Linked DNA regions of Mus musculus: region 1 is linked to region 2. Evidence: chromatin contacts called from public promoter capture Hi-C data. All regions are on one chromosome and are shown on one strand. The core of a region is the stretch at or near the end of the contact, and the rest is flanking DNA. Distances in the headings are between cores, read along the strand shown. Region 1 has its middle 49 kb from the start of 1700109G15Rik. Region 2 holds the start of Lhx1 (LIM homeobox protein 1).

What was found. Promoter capture Hi-C pulls out the DNA fragments that hold promoters and counts their contacts.
Region 1: a contact with region 2 is called in a promoter capture Hi-C map of neural stem cells. The contact joins the enhancer-like site here to the promoter of Lhx1 in region 2. A contact is called at or near these places in 2 of 39 promoter capture datasets (cranial neural crest and neural stem cells), 1 of 484 Hi-C or Micro-C datasets (nephron progenitors), 12 of 115 datasets of contacts at active chromatin or transcription factors (the 230-238 cell line, bone marrow-derived macrophages, embryonic basal ganglia and 8 more) and 3 of 9 other capture datasets (adipose tissue, embryonic stem cells and pancreatic islet).

The regions. Positions count from the first base shown.
Region 1 is chr11:84,669,689-84,673,998 of GRCm38.p6, reverse strand. No RefSeq gene overlaps it. Among named protein-coding and RNA genes, the nearest start is that of 1700109G15Rik, 49 kb to the left of the region's middle. Within about 2 kb of position 2,223, at least 6 of the 459 cell types and tissues checked have an H3K27ac peak or open chromatin away from gene starts, as enhancers often do. A contact at or near this core is called in neural stem cells, where this site is marked.
Region 2 is chr11:84,524,008-84,527,999 of GRCm38.p6, reverse strand. Lhx1 (LIM homeobox protein 1) reads left to right here and starts at 2,466. Exons shown (of 5, transcript NM_008498.3): 1 at 2,466-3,992. The coding sequence starts at 3,825. It overlaps Lhx1os (LIM homeobox 1, opposite strand), which reads right to left and starts at 2,340. Exons shown (of 4, transcript NR_038057.1): 1 at 2,252-2,340.

The DNA.
Region 1 (4,310 bases), core at 974-3,473, 150 kb before region 2:
TGGAGGGGATGGGGGCCATTCTCCCTTCACTATAGACAAGGAAACTGAGGTTCAAATAAACCAGGCAGTTTGTGTGATGTTACACTGATAGCAGGGATGAAGATTGGTCTTAGTGTTTGCTCTAACCCTCCCCCCTCTCTCTGTCTGTGTGTGTGTGTGTGTGTGTGTGTTTGTGTGTGTGTGTGTGCAGGCCCAGGTGCAGGTGCATACCACATGACTGTGTTGAGGTCAGAGGATAACCTTTAAGAGTTATTTCTTCTGCCGGGCATGGTGGCACACGCCTTTAATCCCAGCACTTGGGAGGTAGAGGCAGACTGATTTCTGAGTTCAAGGCCAGCCTGGTCTACAAAGTGAGTTCCAGGACAGCCAGGGCTCCACAGAGAAACCCTGTCTCGAAAAACAAAACAAACAAACAAACAAAAAAAGGAGTTGGTTCTTGAGTCCCACAACATGAGTTGTGGAGATCGGACTCAGCTCATCAGATTTTCCCCACGGAGCCCTCTAACTGAACCTGGTTTCAGACCTTTTGCTCTCACAAATCCCGTTCTTTCCTTCTGTCATCACAACAGACATATAAAAACATCCCCAAGGTTAGTCAACTGCTTGATTGTCTTATCTCTAAGGTCAGTGTAGGAAATCTACCTTGCACTGTTGCCTCCAGGCCTTCAAAGTGTGAGGAACATCCAGCACCATGCCTGCGCGTAGTAGGTCTTCCTTAAAGTACTTTGCTTACACTCCTCGGGTGCAACCCTCACCCTTTTCTCTGGAGGGTCTGACACAGTGGGAAATGAGAATTTCTAGCTTGGAAGGTAGTCGATGGCCTTTGAAGTGACAGAGACAGATGGGGGCGGTGGCTCTCCCAGGCGCTGGGCCAGCCCCACGGTGCGTGTCCACCAGTCCCCAGACATTTCCTCCCTCCTCTTGGCCCACGATGAGGTGTCATTTGCTGCCTGTCCCTCCTCGTCATCGATTTCCAAGTCGTTAATTAACGGGGCTTGTCAGTTGGGAAGATGAATTCTGTCCTCGGCTCTCAGGGGCTTTTGTTTGGGGATTGTAAATGTTATAGATCCCCCATGATGGAAGGCCGAGGGGTCAGGGGGCGCTGGGCTGCCCAGTGGGGGTGGCGGTCAGGGGGAGGAAGACTGTGGGCCTTGCTGGTCTGAGACAGGCCCCCAGTTGGAGATGGGGTGAAGGGGTAGAGGGAGTTCCCCCTGTCACCCAAAGCTCCATTCTAGGAGAAGGACCAAATTAGCTGTGCCCAGGATAAGAACAGGCTGGATGGGGACATGGGAGTCCAACTCAGTCTGAAGGGAGAGACATGTTCTTAGAGGGTAGCTAGTCTGTTGAGGGATGTATTCTTGGAAGTAGCTAATTTCATAACAGCCACTCTGCACTGGTTTTGGGGAACCCCAGTCACATGAGAGAAACACAGTTCCCATGCTAGGAGAACTTATATCCAGGTGAGGGTGACCAGCTCTGGCCTGGGAGAACCTTCCAGACTGATGGAAGAAACTAGACCCAGTCCTGGAGAGTATAGATTTTAAAAGACAAAGTATCTTCTCCAGGCAGAAAGCCACTTGTGGCTTGAGGGAATGAATGTGGTTTGAGTCCTATTTGTTTTCTAGGATTCAGAACATTGAAAACCCCAGTTCACTGTTATGGACCTGCTGGGACTAGACAGTCTCTGGCCCCTGGTCCTGGAACTGCTTCCTAGAGTGTGGTGGCTGTGGCTTCTCCCAGGCAGAATTGAGATCAAGGTGGGGAGAAGGGCAAGCCCCCTGTTCTGCTGTGTCGCTCAGCGGGCAACGGCTGGATGTGGTCTAGAGCCCAGGAAAGCCCCCAGGAAACCCAACTGGAGCAACAAGATGGCTTCTATCTAGCTGTGTGACCCTGATGGGGGCGTGTCTCCTCTCTGTCTCTGGGCCCCTTTTTCTCATGTGAGCAATGGAACAAAGATACAACCCCTCCTAATTCCAAGAACCAGCGTAGATAGAGGCTGGAAGCTACACTCTGTCTCTTGGCTAAGCCTTTCAACCTTAGCCAAGGTTGAACTGCCCTTCCTTCTCTGTGGGCCTGAGGGAGGGCCGCAGCTCTAAGGGCTGGTGCGTTGGGGAACCGAAGGGCTATGGGAAGAATGCTTGGCTTGGCCAGGGCCTGGCTTAGCAGCTAAGCCTTCATGATTATCTCATGATGAGATCACTAGAAAAACAGAGGCCTTGGGACTCCTGGAGAAAAGCCATACTTGGCACGGGAAGAGGCACAGGCCCCTGTGTACTGCCCACAGCTGCGGCCCACATCTGTCCAGTCAGGCAGAACTGCTTCAGCTCCAGAGGCAATTTCTTGGAGCTGTGACAGCTGTTCCTTTAGTCCCAGTGTTTCTTCACCTTTCTCACTGTATGAGAGGGCGGCCTGACACTTATACACTACCAGGTGGACAAGAAGTGCACAGTCCCTGGCCATCTCCCCTCGGAAGCTGCTGGCTCCTCAGTCCTCCTGGAACTGAGCGTGCAGGCCGAATTGGGCAACTGGGCCAGAGAGGCTCTGGGCCTAAGAAGCCCCCCTCGTCAGTGAAGACCTTAATTTCTGGGGACAATGGATCAGAGAGGAGGAGGAGTCCCCACACTACTGGTTGTAATGCTGGGGTCTGTTGCTTGAGTGACAGCTCTGAGGTGAGGTGACTGCAGAAACTGCAGCTGTACCTCTTTGTGAGCTAAGGCCTCACATGGCCCCTCTTTTTGGAATGGGATTGCTGGGGGCAATATAAGTTTTAGTGCAGAAGGGTTATGGGCTCAGTTCTGTGAGCACTATCTTAGGGCCTAAAATGGATTCCTACTAAAATTCATGCTCCCCCAAAGCCTTAGACACCCTGGTACAGCCCCCCATTTCACAAGTGAAGGAACTGACAAAGGGTCAGACCTTCATCCAAGGGGATGTCCGAAGCCACCAGAGCAGCAGGGTCAAGTCCATCTGCTGGACTGCAACTCAGTGCCGTTTTCCAGCACTGTCTAGTGGCCTGAGGCCAGGGAGGGCATCTGGGGTTTCCAGCTTATTCCATGGGAGCCTTCCATGCATGCCCGCTGTGCAGTCTGGGAGCCGCTGGTTGTGAATGAATGAGGGAAGGAGCACTCGATCCAGTCAATGAGTGGGAAAGAATGCAGGCTAGATTGTTTTCCTTGGGTCTAGCAGGCCTTGGAGGACCCATCCTTCCTCCAGCAGCACCCTTCATCCCTGCATCATCTCACCCAGACAGACAGAAAACCGGAGTCAAAGCCAGTGCTGTGTCCTGAGTATCTATGGGAGCCAACACTTCCTGGCCTTCTCCCCTGGAGTCTCCTGATGCAGAGAGCCTGGAGGGAATAGGGCAGGTGAAGGATCACAGTGTAGCGTGGATTAAACAATCCAGGAGGCAGAAGAGCCACGCTTACACATAGAGGAGTGTTGGTGGATGCCTGGGGTCTCTGCCCTGATCTGGTAGAGCATTCCCTCCGTGATGCAGCTTCCAACTCCTGAAGCTCAGCTTTTCTGGCCCTGTAAATCACCAGTTAAGGGCCTGGAATCTAGATGGAAAAGGGGGGTGGGGCTCTGGTAGGGTAATTGGCAACAGTAGTGTTCTCCTCCATCCTAGGAGCTGGGGGGGGTGTAGGAAATTCACTGTGGCTCTTAATCAACATCACTTCCCCCCCCCCACAATTATCACTCCATTGACAGAACAAGGAGGATGCAGGCTAGACTCAAGCGAGAACTTCCCAGGCACTGGGATGGTCCAAGTACACAGAAACAGAGTACATGGAGGCAGCAGTGTACAGAGACTAAAATAGTCAGGGTGACCTTTTAGTAACACCTACCTGGACAGATATTCAGTGGCCGACTTGGTCGTGCTGGGCTCTACCTGGACCAGGTGCTACTGAGGATGGCTGATGTCCACTGAGCCCTCTGGAGTCTGAGAAGGCTAGCTAGACTGGAGTATCCCACAATCCCATCTTCCCCGGGGCTGGAGTCTCCGTGCTGATGTCTCTAGAGATAGAGGAGTGTGAGGCCTAGAATTGTAGCCTTGGAAGCATTCCACATATTAACTGTGCGCACCTTCAAAAGGTGGAGGTGAGTGACAGTGGAAAGCTAAGGGACCCCCACTGCTGTGCCCATGGCTCCTACTGGGAACAATGACTAGGGGGTTGCCTTACCATGGAGCCTTCCAGAGAGAGCATGCCTATGCATGCAGGATATGTTCATATTTATATAAGTATGCACACATTTGCATATGCTTAGATAAACTGGTGTAAGAGGTTTTTGATGTCCTATTTATTTGCTTA
Region 2 (3,992 bases), core at 1,217-3,716:
CTCTCTCTCTCTCTCTCTCTCTCTCTCTCACACACACACACACACACACACAAACCCCATAGGCCAGAATTGACTCTGGGGCCCATTTTCTTCACCATCAGGACACGGAGACCAGCTGAATACTATGCCCTAAAACCAGCATCCTGTCTTCACCCCAACTCCAGGTCTCTAAAAGATGCCCTCTCTCCCATAAGTGGGTCTCAAAGTCATCGCACCCTAAATTACTTAAACAATCTCCCCTCCACTACCAAAGGAAGATGCCAATCGGAAAAGTCGGGCAATAGAGTACAGTGTGACCCTACAGGTTCTTAGGACAGCAATTTCCTAGTCCCCCCTTCCCGGACCCCTCTGCTTTACAGGTGAAGTAACCCAGCAGCGCGGGGTGTGAGCCGCTGGCGACCTGGGCGACTCACAGATTTCCTAGAGGGGCTGGTGAGTCCAGAGAGATAGCAGCTAGTTCTGGAACAGCTGGAAATGGAGAGCAAAGGGACCAACGGCCCCTTCTTTTTGGCAGCCGCTTGGGTGTCTTCGGGATAACAGGATCTCGCGCTCCTCACTTGGCTCTTCCTGGGGTGTCTGAATTCTGGGTATTAATCGACTTGTTCTAGGAAGTGTTGGGCTCGCAGGAAAATCGCCGGCGCTCAGTCCAAACCTGCCCTTTAGGTGGGAAGGTCGCCTTCTTACCCTGATCAGCCCTGAGTCTAAGCCTAGGAAGGACCAGGAGAGGGATTTATGCTTGAGAACTATTGGCTGCACTACTTTGGTCCACAGCCGCTCCATGGGAATGGGTATGTGGACAGGGGTACCGAGAATGCTTTAGAGGTCCCGCACTCAGAGGTCGGGGGTGGGGTGGGAGCAAATCTCTAAGAAGGCGTGTGAAGCAGGCCGTGGCGGGTTGGATTTACAAAGCAAAGATCATGCGGGTGGGAAGGCCAGAGCTGCTGATGAGTTTCGGGGTTGCCAGGTGGTGCAAGAGAGAGAAAAGGGGTCATTGGCACAGCCCTATAAAAACCCAACAACCTCATCAAACAAAAGCTAGATTCGTAACAGCTTCTTCTCTCTTCGCTGGAAAAGGGTATTGTGTTAGTGGATGCGGATTCACTGCCAGTCCAACCGCGTTTCTGCACACTTTTCTCCTAATTTAGCCCTGTAGAAGATCTGCTAGGCTCATAGATGAAATAACTCTAAAGACAGATTCTGAAATTCCATCTAGATTTGGCTGCAGGGTCCTTCCAAGTTTGATCAAATGGGCTTTCCTAGCACCTCCCCCAAATAAGAGCAGAAGTGGCACCACTTTGAGATGTTTGGGTTAAGCTTGGGGGAGGGGGGGCTGCTATGCTTAACTTGAGTGCTCCTGGGAACTAGAATACTCTTTAAAGCTCAAGCCTTCAGGACCCGCATCGATTTCCACACTTAGGCAGATTCGTCGCCGTCCCCCAAAGAAGGTGGCCAGGAATTTACAACGTGGACAGAATTGGGAAAGTGTAACATTCCTAAGGAATAAACTCTGGTAGGTCGGTTGACGTCCGAAGAAAGGAACTTGTTCGAAGCCTGGAAAAGGGACGACCGGAATGGGAGCCAGGCATATTCGGTCAGTGCGCCACAAGCCTCCCTCCCCTGCTGCTACGGTGCAGTCCCCCGCTGCTACCACCTCCCCCCAGCTGCGGGAGCCCCGCCGTTTCCCACCTAGTCATTTGTTTTTGTTTGTAAAAGGTGTCTCCGGATCACAATTTTCTCACAACTTCTTGCCAGAGTTGGAGCTCCTCACCCGAAGCGCTTCCCCACCCACTCTTTCTCCCACCCTGGCGCCGGGCCTCCGGTTTCTCCCGCCCCCATCAGGAAATCGCCCGAATCAACTTTGCAAGTGAGCGCAGCGGGAGATCGACACTCGTGTCTCCCAGACTCCCTGCCGGGTGGACTTTGGATGGACAGGGGGAGGAGGCACCGAAACAGACAGAAGGCGAGATTACGCTGCCAAGCGCCCCCTACCTCTCCTTAGACTCGAGCTACGCCGGGGGCAATTTCCAGGCCAAACGAACAAGGGGCGGGCTATCAACACCTAGTGATTTGCAAAACCAGTGTACTAGGACCTCCCAAGCTTCCAGATCTCGCTGCAATCTAATCCCAACAAGTCTTTTTAAATATATAGGTTTGCTTTTACCCCCACCCAGAACTCTGACTTCCTCCGCGCCTCCTTTCCGCGCTTCCTCCCGCCTACTGTCAATCCTTGATGCCGAAACGGACGTCTTACCAAACCTGGAAGGGGCCAGGACATCTCGCTGCTAGTCGCCGGCACCGCGCGGGCCCGCCGCCACTGATCCTCTAAACGCGGTCTCCCCGCATTCTCCCCGGCCGGGGGGGACGCAGAATGGTTTACAGAAGGACCGCGAGGCGCTGATTGGTCACAGACTGCCGTGACGTCGGCGGGCGCTGCATTAAGGCGAGGGGGCTTCCAGGGCTCAGCCAACAGCCAGGAGCAGTGACCGAGCCGCTGGAGCTGGGGAGAGACGCGCGGAAGACTGGGCCAGGAGACTAGGGACCGAGGGACGCGCGCCTGGGGAGAGCCAACAAGGAACCCGCGGGCCGGACAGCGACACCGGCAATCCGCGCCAAACTGTTCCAGCCGCTGGCCTTCTATAGCCGCAGCCCCAGGACATTCTAAAGCTCTCCAAGACGCCCCCTCCCCTGGCTTCTCGCGTTGACCAAGGAAAAGAAAAAGGGAGGGAAAAAGAAAGGAAGGAGACTAGAAAGAAAACCCAGATTTGCCACCGCACAAAAAGAGAGGTGGGGGGGACAAGGAAAAAAAAAAAAGTCGAGCGACTGTGGGGCCGGAACACAGGCAGCGGGATCGTGGGCCGAGCGATGCAAGGCTGCGCGCCCAAGCGGCCGCGAGTTGTGACTGAAGCCAGGATGCTCGTCCAGGCGCAGTGAAGAGCCAGACCGTGTTGCCTCCCCAGGAGTCCAAGCGCAGGGAGGGCCGCTCGGAGGACGCGGCAGACTGCCTGGCAGGCCACCGGCCGAGGTGACAGGGCTGGGGCGGTGGGGAGCGAGCGAGTGCGCCCGGCTGCGTCCGCCCGAAGCGGACGGTCCCTTTCCATTTTTGACTGGCACAAAAAAGAAAACTCTCCAAAGGGGTGGGGGCTACCTAAGCAACAACTACAATCAACAAAATATCCTACCCAACCCGCCATCTCCCCCACACCTCGGTCTGCCCCCGCCCCCTCCCCAGGCCCAGCGCGGGCGCCCAGAGCGTCCCAACTCACTGCAAGAAACCGGCAATGTAGGATCCAAAGCTTTCTACTCCCGTGTTCTTTTCTTTCCGTGTTTTTTTTAAAGGGGAAAACCCGGTGGTGGGCAGTCTGACACGCACACAACCTGCCTTCATACTCTGACAAAAGCAGATGCACTTTGACTTCTGACAGCTCTACCTCAAGCTGGAGAGAACCCAGCTTTCCCGAATCCTGAGCTCTTGGCGTCTTCCTTTTCGTCTGTTTCCATTTTATTTATTTACGTCCCGCCGCCTCTCACGGTGACCTTCACTCCTTCGCGGGCTTTGAGCAGAAGAGCCGCTTTCTAGCCCGCTTGAGACTGATTTTCCTCGCCCGGTGAGCTGAGGTGGCGCTGCTCCATCCCGTTGCCCCGGGACTCCGGGGCTGCCCTCTACCAGCCTGGTCTCTCCCCCTTTTGATTTGCTAGTACGGGTTTTTTGCTTGCCCAACTAGAGAGGGTTTCTTCTTTTTGGAGGAGCTGGTTGTCTTCAGAAGTCATCCCCTCGACTCTAATTGCCCTGTCGCTCCGGGCCTCACCGGACCAAACCAAAGACCATGGTGCACTGTGCGGGCTGCAAAAGGCCCATCCTGGACCGTTTCCTCTTGAACGTGTTGGACAGGGCCTGGCACGTCAAGTGCGTCCAGTGCTGTGAATGTAAATGCAACCTGACCGAGAAGTGCTTCTCCCGGGAAGGCAAGCTCTACTGTAAAAACGACTTCTTC